Linked DNA regions of Zea mays: region 2 is linked to region 1. A link is a contact called in public Hi-C data. All regions are on one chromosome and are shown on one strand. Each heading gives the region's core, a stretch centred on a gene start, on an enhancer-like site or on the middle of the called end of the contact. The rest is flanking DNA. Distances are from core to core; before and after follow the strand shown. Region 1 holds the start of LOC100192495 (Protein LIGHT-DEPENDENT SHORT HYPOCOTYLS 5). Region 2 has its middle 8.9 kb from the start of LOC109942409.

Region 1 (6,182 bases), core at 1,307-3,806:
ATAGCCGAGCCTTACATAGAGGAACACCTGGATGAGCTTCGTAAAGAAAATCAGAACCACACAGAGGACTGGATCATGAGGGAGCACAAACATCGTTTCAGTGAATGGTTAATGGACAAAAACATCCCATTCGGAGACTCTTTGGAAGAGAAAACAATGAAGAATTTAGCTTCTGGGCCATCGTGTTTTGTGACATCATGGCAAGCATATGACATCAATGGGTACACATTCTATACTAAATCAAAAGACATGAAAAGTGTTGCACAAAATAGCGGTGTTCGTATCGATGCTTTTGACCTACATGGACAGAAGACCACATATTTTGGATTCATAGAGGAAATATGGGAACTTGATTATGGCCCAAGCATGAAAATACCCTTATTTAAGTGCCAATGGGTACAACATCCCGTGGGGGTGATAGTGGATAACTACGGACTCACACTGGTAGACTTAAAGAAAGTAGGATATAAAGATGACCCGTGGGTTCTCGCCGAATGTGTTGCACAAGTGTTCTATGTACTCGATCCAGCAGATGAGAAGATGCATGTAGTTATTTCTGGAAAGCAAAAAATTGTTGGAGCTGAGAATGTGAGAGACGGAGATGAGGAATACAATAAGTATGAAGAGATGTTCGTCTTTAACGGTCCAGAGAGAATCAAGCGTGTGGAAAAGAAAATTGATAAGAACTTAAAGCCATACATGCGGAAAAATGGTAGTTCATGAAAAATTATATGAATCAAATTGTATTTGTTAGCATGTATGATCGACTATGCATTGTGGTTGCCAATTAATTTAAAATCTCTCTAGTTATCTATGTGTGCTATTAAAATTCATTTAAATTGTATTTGCATATTTCTGTTAAAAATTAAATATTAATTCATTTAAATTGTATTTGCATATTTCTGTTAAAAATTAAAATATTAATTCATTTAAATTGTATTTTCATATTTCTGTTAAAAATTAAAATATTAATATGGTAATCAAATCACAATCACATGCGGTTTTTCATTACGGTCCGTTTGTGAAAAGAATAGAGCACCACAAGCGGTTCGAAACAAAAACCGCTTGTGATACTAATACATCACAGGCGGTCCGAATAGCCTGGGACATCCCAGGCGGTTTTCTAACCGAACCGCCTGTGATGTAAAAAGTCTACCGCTTGTATAGAGACAAATTGTAGTAGTGTATGTTACTGTTTCCCGTTCTAACTGTTTGTACGGTCAGATTTGCAAAGGGCGACTCTATAGAGATCTTCCATTGCATGTCAGTCCATCCATGTGTGTTGCTGCTGATGTTGTGTGTCGTCAGTGGTTTGCTCTAGAGTTTTGCTAAGCAGATCGTCCAATGGTCATGCATTCTTGGATTTAGATGAATTCAAAGAGAGCTTGAGACTTGCGAGTTGTGTTTATAGTCATTCATGTTGTTCGTTCAAGATCAAAATACTAATGTGAAGTTGGCTGCTACTCCAGGCCGTGCGTCATGGCAAATTCGTGGCCCACTCCTAGGTTTCCAGGCCTTTGGCGGTTTGGCCTATGTCGGATGCACAGTTAGTTCGGCCGAATACAATACGAATTCGTTAAGTTTTGTCTTTTATTTGGTTTTAGTAAATCGGTGGACTTTGTAAGAACGAGCTTAAAAATGATTTTTTTGGACCAAAGTAAGTTTACGTTATGATCAGCTTAACTGCACAACATTTTTTTGTTTATCATTAAAGTTTAAGCCACGTTTAATTTATTAGGATTGGTCATATCTCATTTCCATTGCAACATAATGATACATTTTTTACTCCCAAAAGGTGATCAAGAATTGTGTTTTTTTAGAAGAAACGAGTAGTAACTTCATTTTAAATTACTACAGCTCAGAGCGACTCCAACAAACTAGTCCAAGAAACTAGACAGATCATTTTGTAAAGATAAGTTTAGCTATTATTAGAAGAAAACATCTCCGATAGACTTTATAAATGGCTCTTCAAATTTAGCATCTATCCATCGTCTACACCTCCGCTATCTATTTTTTGGATTTGACTCGCCATATAGAGTTCTGAAGTTACAGAGTCTATTGAAATAGTCGACTTCTTTTTTGTAAAATCTATTTTATGGAGTGGCTAAATCAGTAAATTTAATTTGCCTAAGAAAACACTTGATGTTGGGAGACTATAGTCAGCAGATCGAGTATATACGACCGTACGAAACATTTTTTTTTTTGCACTTTAATTGAGTTTGAAATATAATCTAGAGATAGCCTAACAAGGGGCGTTCAAACCTATTTCCAATTTCATCCCCGACATGGTAGTGCTAGACCCAAGTCATACGTACACTACGGATTTGCGCTCAAGCTAGAAGAATAGATGGACAGTGAAACCTGGCGCATGTACTAGACGCGCGCATGTATTGGCGTACGTACGTAGGTCAAGCAGCGTGCGCCAAGACAGACGAGACGAGACGAGACGACAAGGGACGCATACATGCTACGCCTACCTCCGGAGCGAGCACTGTTGCACCCGCCGTGGCCATAAATGATTGGGGTCACCGCCCGGTCGGCCGCGTCCGCCAGCCTCTCCTCCTCCACCGGATCGACGCTGCAGGCAGGTAGCTGCAGCTCCGTCCTCGCCCTCAGCGTCTAGCCTCCAGCTATATACGCCCACCCTATCTATCGCCACCAGCGTCCCGTCCTCGGTCCTCCATCAGTAGTAACCACTCCTCGTCGTCTCTCTCGCGGTCTCGCCTCCTGCAGCTAGCTCTCGCCAGAAAGGGAAACCGCATCTGCTTCAGCCTCCCGTCCCGTCTCGGCGCCGCCGCCTGATCGACCAGAGCCCAGCGCGGGGCGTCGAGGCCGTCCGGGGCGGGTCCGGCGCTCAGGTGAGCTCGGCTGCTGTGTGATTTCTTCTTTTGTTTTCTTCTCGCAGTCGCAGCTGGTTGAAATTGGCGTGTCTCGGCTCGCAACTGGCCCTTCTCCAGCCACTCTGCGCGGCCCGCCAGTTCTCTAGGTAGGCTGCCGCAGTAGCTCTGCAGCTGCTGACCTCAGATCAGGCAATTCTTGGGATGCGCTGCCCTCAGAGACGCCGTACTTGCCCTGGACCAGCTGATGCTGATCTCGTCTCCCCCGTTGCAAACCCTAGTTCTTTACTCCTCTTTTCTCGATTAAGTAGCAGCAGGATCCAGGACCACGAAATCCCGAGCTTATTTTTTGCAATTTGTTCGTCTTCCCACTTTCCGAAAGCTTCTCTCCCTTCTGCACAAGCTCAGGATTATAAGTAGCACACTACAAGGAGCATGTAATCCAACTCGCTCATGGGTGATGGCGGCGAAAAAACTTCAGTCTTTTGAATCGATATTTCGTTTCCCGGCGTTGCCGTCGCACTAATCGAGCGGGCTGCATGCAGATCTGAGGCGAGTAGCAAGCGAAGAACATGCAGATGCAGGTCGGAGGAGGCGCGGCCGACAGCCCGGGCGCTGCGGCGGCGGCGGGCGCGGAGGCGCCGCGCCCGAGCCGCTACGAGTCGCAGAAGCGGCGGGACTGGCACACGTTCGGGCAGTACCTGCGCAACCACCGGCCGCCGCTGGAGCTGGCGCGGTGCAGCGGCGCGCACGTGCTCGAGTTCCTGCGCTACCTCGACCAGTTCGGCAAGACCAAGGTCCACGCGCCGGGGTGCCCCTTCTTCGGCCACCCGTCGCCGCCCGCGCCGTGCCCGTGCCCACTGCGGCAGGCCTGGGGCAGCCTTGACGCGCTCATCGGCCGCCTGCGCGCCGCCTTCGAGGAGCACGGGGGCCGGCCCGAGGCCAACCCCTTCGGCGCCCGCGCCGTGCGCCTCTACCTCCGCGAGGTCCGCGACAGCCAGGCCAAGGCGCGCGGCATCGCCTACGAGAAGAAGCGCCGGAAGCGGCCGTCCGCCTCGTCCCAGTCGTCGCCGCAGGCCGCGACGACCCCGCCGTTGCAGGCCCCTCCCGTCTCCACGCCGGCCCTCTCGGACGCGGCGGCCGAGAGGGCCGACGTGCGGGCGCACGTCCCCGACGCCGGGCACGGGCACCAGCACCACTTCTTCATGCCACACCCGCAGTTCCTGCACGGGTTCCGACTGCTGCCAGGCAACCCCGAAGCGGTGGCTGGCAATGGTAATGGCGATGGCAGCAGCAGCAGCGCTAGCGTCGCTGCCGGCAGCGGGGACGAGATAGCGCTGGCGATGGCGGCGGCGGCGGAAGCGCACGCGGCGGGGTGCATGCTGCCGCTGTCGGTGTTCAACTAGGCAGGCGTATAGCCGAGCGAGGTAGGGCTTAAACAATAGATTAATCCGGGTGCTTATCTAGTGTTAAGATCGATCTCATTGTCGCGATGGAGATGAACCGATCAACACACACGTACGTGCTGCTGTTCTTCAGGATTTCCTATTCCTATTCTCATATCTCCCCCCTTTTGGTTACATGATGCTCATGCATTTCCTGCTGCGCTGCTGGGAAATGGTACTAGTAGCTGTGCTTGGTACTGTAGGGTTTGCAGAATCCTGCTTGTTTTGTGTATGCAGTGCAATGATGATGGAGATATAATATAATGGAATGCTTAATTTCCAGGTTAATGTTATTGCTGCTTCCTCTCTGTGATTGATCCTTGTGCCAGATATTTTCATGCTTTCATGATTTGACAAATTAATTATGAAGAGATAAAAAAAAAAGAGGTTCTGATGGCATAGTTATTAAAATCTGACGTAGCATATAACTCTGCATGGAGACTGGCCTTATATCTACACCCTCTCTGAGATTAATATTGGATCTTTCATTTTTAGTTTTTTTATGCTTATCTCTTGTTTTGAAATGACATGCATCCTTAGTTTTATCAACTTCCTTATTTTTATGGATCCTTAGCCATTTTTTTGCGTAGTTTTATACTTCTGCTTTATTGAAAAAAACACGATTAATGATAAAAATAAGAACATCAGTAAAACTAAGAGCACCACCTTAAAAGACCGTTTTTTTAGTTCCAGTATACATGGACGATCTTGGTCGATTTTCAGGTATATGCCATTTAAAACGCACAAAGAAAGACTCCATGCTGGTACATGATATGCATGCATATGGAAGTTTTTTCTTTTGATATAAATGATGCATATACAAGCTGACAACATGTTATAAATGACAAGTTAAATAAAATATGTCTAATTTGGAACAAAGAACCAACAAAAATGGCAAACATTTTCAGGACCTCGTATGCTAATTTGTTAAAAAAACTACTCCGTTGCACAAATATTTTCTCTCATATATATTAGGCCATGTTTGGTTCCGGGGCTAAATTTTAGTACATGTCACATCAAATGTTTAGATACTAGTTAGAGGTATTATATATAATCTAATTATAAAATTAATTACATAAGAATTAAACAATAAGATGAGTCTTTTAAATCTAAATAATTCATGATTCGTTCCTACAATAAATATTTTCAAATCATGGATTAGTTGGGTAAAATAATTTTGTCTTGTCGTTTAGTTTTTAGTTATATAATTAGTTTTATAATTAGACTATTTAATACTTATAATAGGTATTCAAATATTTTATATGACATTGGCTAAAATTTAGTCCCGAGAAAATGTCTGAGGACCGTTCATTGTAGGAGCCCAGGACCCTCTATAAGGTTTCTCTAAGGCTATCTACAATAATTCCCCCTAAATTCCGACCATATACCTTGCTTTTGTGCCACGTCATCCATATTCCATCACCTCTAAGGCTATCTGCAGCGATTACCCCTAAATTTCTCCTCCTATATCATTTTTTGTGTCACATCATCAACATTATATCCCCTACTTTTTTATCTCCCGCAGCGGTTCCCCCTATTTTCTCCCCCTATACCCCACTACAACCATAAAATAGTATTTCATATACTACTTTTTATCTACTATCATTTTTTCTTCTACTAACAATTACTAGCGGGCCCGCGGCTACAGTAGCAAACAGTGTTAGCGCAGATGAGCAGTGGCACGCCAGAAACAGGGGAGAGAGAAGCGGTCCGCTGCCTGGGGTGCCTTGTAGGGAGCACCGATGCACCGATAGAGGAGGTCATGTAGCCGCCATGCAAGGGGAGGAAGCGGCCGCACGGCGACCGCTGCGGGCAGTCTAAATCCCCCCTATCCCACTATAACCATAAAATATTGTTTTTCATACCTTTTCATCAACTATTATCATTTTTTACCAACTAA
Region 2 (6,073 bases), core at 1,770-4,269, 94 kb before region 1:
GTCGACTGCGTCAGAACCCTAACGGTTGGGTGACGTGGCTGGCGCACCGGACTGTCCGGTGCGCCCATCGACAGCAGCCACCCCTAACGGTTGTTTTGGTGGTTGAGGGCTATAAATACCCCCCAACCACCTCCACTCCAACAATCCAAGCATTCATCACACTCCATTCAATACAAGAGCAAAACACAACACTCCAATACACAAATCAAAGTCACTGATCCGATCAAAGCCCCCAATTCAATTCTAGTCTTTAGGACTTGTGAGAGGATCGTTCTTGTGTTTCTTTGTTGCTTGGTTGGCTTTCTTCTTCCTCAATCTTGTTCTCAAGACACTTGTAATCAAAACAAGAGACAACAAGTGTGTGGTGGTCCTTGTGGGGTCTAAGTGACCCATTTGATTAAGGGGAAAGCTCACTCGGTCTAGGTGACCGTTTGAGAGAGGGAAAGGGTTCAAAGAGACCCGGTCTTTGTGACCACCTCAACGGGGACTAGGTTCTTTAGAACCGAACCTCGGTAAAACAAATAACGTGTCATCCACTTTATTTTCTTCGTTGATTTGTTTTTTCCCTCTCTCCCGGACTCGGATTTTATTCTAACGCTGACCCCCAGCTTGTAGTGTGCTTAAAGTTTGTAAATTTCAGTTTTCGCCTATCCACCCCCTCTAGGCGACTTTCAGCAGGCTGATAGACAGACTGGCAGACTGTAGGTCAGACTAGGCAACTGACCCAGAGACCAGTTGAACTGCCCCAGTTCAACTGGTATTGACTATAGAGTTCAAGAGAGAAAACCCAGTTGAACTGGCCCGGAGGCAGGTTTAACGGGTTTTGACCAGAGAGTTTCACAGTTGAAGTTAAGTTCAACTCAGTTGAAGTCAAAGCTCAACTCAGCTGAAGTCAAGTTTAACTCATCTGAAGTCAAGTTGAACGCAGCTGAAGAAAAGCTCAACTCAACTTAAGTCAAATTCAACTCAGCTGAAGAAAAGCTCAACTCAGTTGAAGTCAAGTTCATCTGCTTTTCAATAGGAACACTCTCCTTTTCTCAATCCTAACAACACCCATACACAGAGAGAGTCCAAAGAATTTTGGATTTCAAAAATAACGTTTTGAATTTAGAGGCTTGAGCAATAGCAAAGACTATTACCTGTGCTAAAACTACTAAGGAAGAATTAGATCCTGTGACTCAAGATATATAAAAAAATTTACATGATCATCGCATGAAATCTTTTCAAGGCACAACTGTTGTATTTGCTTTGTCCTTGAAACTTCCCTTTCCAATTCTTAACTAAAGTTGTTACTCATTTTATCTCTTTAGGCACTGAGTACACTAGGAGAAAACTTATTAGCGCCCTTATTTGTTTTGTCATTGAATCACCAAAACCCTCAACTTTGAGGTTGATTGCACTTACACCCATCCATGTAACTCCTCTCCTCTTTGCATAAACCATGCCCAACTAGAGTTCTTCCCTACTGGGAGCTCTTCTCCTCCGTGTGTGGCCCTTGCCTGACAGGAGCTCTTGGTGTGGTCTTGCATGGCATGCAGGAGCCTTTCTTTTACCACAACACCCACCGCCGCTTTGTCATGCACATCAGATTGGAGAGGAATGGTAGATGGAAGGAGGAAAGATAATAGCAACATGATTGATGTGGGTTTCAGAGAATGTCCTTTTGAAATCATACCCTTAGTTTTACCACTTTTCTCATTTTTACCCTTAGTCACGATTTTTGCTCAGTTTTATTCTTCAACAACTGAAGAAAAACAAGACTAAGGATATAAATGAGCAAACGAACAGAACTTAGGGCACCATTTTAAAATACCATTTAGATAAATAAGAGCTCTAGTTTTGAGGGTTTTTGCTAGAGGCAAAAAAAAAAAAGATCGCTTAAAGGCGAGGGGAGCCCTCAAGTTTGAAGTAGGGTTCTAATTCAAGGGCTATTGTGGGGGTATTTTAGGTCTTGTTTGTTTCCATAGTGCTAAAGTTTAGCACAACACTTCTTACTAAAGTTTAGCACATATGAAACCGAACAAACATACTAAAAGTGCAATGCTAAAATTTAGCACCCATTAGCATATTAGCTCTTCCTTTGGTGCTAAATTGTGCTAAAAGTGGTCACCTAGCTCATTAACACTCCCTGCCCCTCCTTTAGCACCGCTATATAAACATAAGTAAAGTGCTAAACTTTAGCACCTTCTTCAACACGTGCTAAAGTTTAGCATCTCGCTAAAGTTTAGTGCATGGAATCCAAACATACCGTTATTACATGTACATGTACGTAGAGCAAAATAAATTAGGAAAGCGTGCTTGACATTTGGCCTGGACCAAGAGAGAGCCCCAATAGTTTTTCTACATTATCGCTTTACGGGCCTTATTAGCGCAGATGGAGTGCCCTTTCGCCCACTTCAGAATTCGAAGCCTGCGTCAGCAGCACATTTTCTTTTTTATCATTGTTCACGTTTGCGCGTTCAGCGTCGTTTTGTCCGTTGCTCCTCGTGCATAAACATACGTAAGTATTTTTTGCAGAAACAAATGCTGGTTCCAAATTTGGTGGAATCAACGAAAAAAATTATGCACGCTCTGTACTTCAAGTTATAACAAGTCGCTTTAGTTTTTGTTGACATACAGTCCTTGTTAGGTAGCACGGTAATCCAACAGGCAGGCTGCAGGCATATGCAGTCTTGCAGCAGCCTGCTGCCTCCATATGTTGCAGTCACATTTTCGGAGATCTGCAGCCTCCAAACCCGAGCTGATGCCTGATGGTCATCGTACGTGTCCATGAGTCCGTCTCACGTATTCAATGGTTGTGAAGAAAGCGGCAACGCTTAGAAGCTACAGTGAGCGCGTACTAATCCTGGGCTCGCACGTGTCTTAATTAGGCTGCCATATCAGGTTTTAACTGGAGCAAGCAGATGGGACGACGCAACCGACAAAAAAAATATGGGCCCGCTTGCGCTTGGGCTGGGACAGGGACACAGTCACATGCACGGCCTTCCAAGCGCACGCAGGCCCGAGGAACTTTAGAGGACAAGACCCTGAACCTGACCCCATGAGGCCATGAGCCAGGATGATGACATGGACATGGACATGGACGAGCAGTTTGGTCCAGGCCTCCAGGGGAAATTTAAGGCTGACATGTACAGGCAAGGCATTCGCGTTCGTGTTCGATCGCATGGAAAGGGAGGCCGGAAGCGAAACGGCGTGGACGGGGCAGACGCTGGCTGACGTACGGCTGGTCTGGTATGATCTGATCGGTCAGCTGCAAGCATTCATCAGGCGATTCAGGCCTGTGCACACGCGTGCGTGCAATGCAATGCAAATATGCAATGGACGCACACGCACTGCCCTGCGTCGCCGCTCCTGCGCTTCGTCGCGCGTGCACATGCGCAGGGCGCTGTCGGCAGGTCAAAAATGGCCGGCCGACCGGCAGCTGGAGAAAGAAGAGAGAGAGAGAGAGAGACAGGGAGCTGCTGGGCTGAGGAGACGAGACGACTCATCAGGAAAGTGCTGCGATGATCTGCTGCTTTTCCACACACCGGCACATGCACGCGGCATTATTATTGTTTTGTTTGCTTTGCTTGCATGCCGCATCCGCCGGCACGGGCACGCGTGTGGTGTACGTGGCCAGCCGTACGCTGTACCCATCGACGTGTGTGTATTGTATTCTACGTACGTACGTACGGCGCGCGTGTATGCGTACGTACGTACGTACATGCGACGTGAGTATATGTGCTTGTTTAGCCGTACGTGGTGCTCCTTCTGTATCTCAAATTAATTCAGGTGCGTTGGGATCATTTTCTCCTTGGACGACGATGATGTTGACGTCGGACGAGGGTGTGCACGGTGTCCTCGTCGGATTATGTCGTATGTTGGGCGTGCAATTTTAAGAAAAAAAGCCTACTGTGCTGTACTGTACTGTACTCGATCGACACACCGACGTCGACGTGCGTGGCCGCGGCCGGCAGCAGATGGTGTGCGAGCGTCCTTGACTGATCATGCATGCATGGTACCATATATATGCTGCGTGCCTTGTATGACAAACAGTGCAACGCCACGTACGGCTGTTGAAGAAAACCAATCCACCAGTACGTCGAAGCACGCACAAATATAATCCGGACCAATAAATCGTCAACAAAGGACCAGACGTCTTTGTCCAGGTAAGCGCAGCGCAGCAAGCGACAAACCAGGCAAGATTAGCTATATATAGCTATCGGGGTTAACTCTATGATCTCGTCACATTGCAATTTTCATTGTTACTCTATGATCTTTTACTTGCCTCTGGCTTCTACTATATATATATCAAGAGCTCTTACGCGCATCTGACCTTCTCTAGCTTAATTATCGACACATATATTCATATTCATATGCGATACACGCATCTTCGATACTGTACATAGCGCCTGCTGGTCTAGCTTTGTGTTTAATTTTATTACGAGTTGCTAATAATAATGTTGCCGGTCTCAGTCGTCCTTGAGTTGGTGCTGCATACATGCTGGCTCTCCTCTTGACGACCTCTTCTCATCGCTCGCCTTTTTCAGTACGACGACTGCTCCCTTTCTCTGCCCGGATGACGGTGCAGCTGTTCTTCTTCTTGTACTGCCTTGCCATGCATGAGCCGGACGCGGCGTCAGTCAGGGCAACCGCCAACCGACGCTTGCTTCGGAAGTCCCTCACATCGCGAGGAGGAGGACTGTTTGGCATGCATGGCACATCAACGTACACGTCCAATCCACGGACGATGGGCGTGGCCGGCCGGGTGCTGCCGCCCGACGATGGAATGGATCGCTCGACCAGGGGAAATGGCAGCACCGCGGCGGATGGGCATTCATTCGCCTGAGCGTGCTGCCGTCGGTGACGCGACGTCTCCTGTCTCCACCACCCTCGCGCGATGCTGCCACGACGACAAATTGGCTGCAGCGCTGTGCCACCCAAAAATATCATGGTCTCATCGCCACACCTCGGTCTATATAGGATTCTCGTCTGGAACTTGATTGTTTTCCTGAGGTTCTTTATCTGTGACTTCAATTGCAACTAGTTCGATTAAATGTGAATTTGAGGGGATATCCCAATGAACATTGAGTAGAAAGAGATTTAATCTCTCTTAGATCATCTCTAGCAGGCCGTGTAAACGGCCATGAAAAGTACTGTTTTACACGGTACATTTGTACTATTTATAGAGAGTGTAGTTTAAAATAGTGAGTAAGATAGAGACTCTATTGGAGATAGTCTTAATCTCCTTCGATTCAGATGCACCTTAGAAACTGCAAACTAGCGACAGATAAAATGGTCACGTGTGTTACGATAATACATTTGCTATCTTGGAGTAGAGAACAGTCATTAAGGTTCCAATTTAACTCTACGGTAGCAATGTGATGCCCATTTAAATAGCTTGGTGAAGAACAATGTCAATAATTGAATTCCATTCTTCACCCATATGATTTGAATACCACTTAAAATCAAGTGCACACTAACTCTTGTTGTGGTTGCATTTCTTATTTTATTTTATTTTATTGATACCACTTGGAGAACAAATTATCATGACACCAATTGGTATAATTCACTTGTCCGTTCTCCAATGGCCGCTTTCTCTTGGGTGTTGCTTACTCTTTTATTAATCCTTTTCATAACTTTAACAAGATACCATTATCGTTCCTTAGATCACTACTCTGTTTAGCCTTCCAAGCCACATGCTTAGTGTTGGGGAGAAGGCTTTCAACCAAAAATCCATATTTGATGGAAATTGTTGTTTTAGTATGCTTTCCAGAAACAACCTCTCGGACAACATGCTTGGATTAATAGCATCATCCGGCTCTTCGTCGGTGAATGACACGCCGAAGGGAGGAGAAGGGACGAAGCCAGAACATAGTTGGATTTTCTTTGGACGTAATAGAGAGGAGGCTATGAAAGAAGAGGAAGAAACAAACACACATTGCTTAGGAATGAACTAAATGTCTTACATTCTCGGAACTTTGATTAAAATATTGCACGCATTGTTTATTTTATAACTTTGATTATGGCATGTCTCTTTCATTTGGTACAACTGCATATTTCTTATTCTTTTTGTGCCAAATCTAAGACTAAT

What was found. Hi-C and Micro-C count contacts between places; a contact is called where the count stands out from the background.
Region 2: a Hi-C map of tassel shows a contact between it and region 1, with 3 times the contacts expected there. The contact joins the enhancer-like site here to the promoter of LOC100192495 in region 1. A contact is called at or near these places in 4 of 25 Hi-C or Micro-C datasets (ear, endosperm, leaf and 1 more).

Annotation. Positions count from the first base shown.
Region 1 is chr9:116,553,741-116,559,922 of Zm-B73-REFERENCE-NAM-5.0, reverse strand. It overlaps LOC100192495 (Protein LIGHT-DEPENDENT SHORT HYPOCOTYLS 5), which reads left to right and starts at 2,556. Exons shown (of 2, transcript NM_001137715.1): 1 at 2,556-2,858; 2 at 3,383-4,568. The coding sequence starts at 3,410. The coding sequence ends at 4,243.
Region 2 is chr9:116,647,862-116,653,934 of Zm-B73-REFERENCE-NAM-5.0, reverse strand. No RefSeq gene overlaps it. Among protein-coding and RNA genes, the nearest start is that of LOC109942409, 8.9 kb to the right of the region's middle. Within about 2 kb of position 3,019, at least 19 of the 20 cell types and tissues checked have an H3K27ac peak or open chromatin away from gene starts, as enhancers often do. A contact at or near this core is called in ear, endosperm, leaf and 1 more, where this site is marked.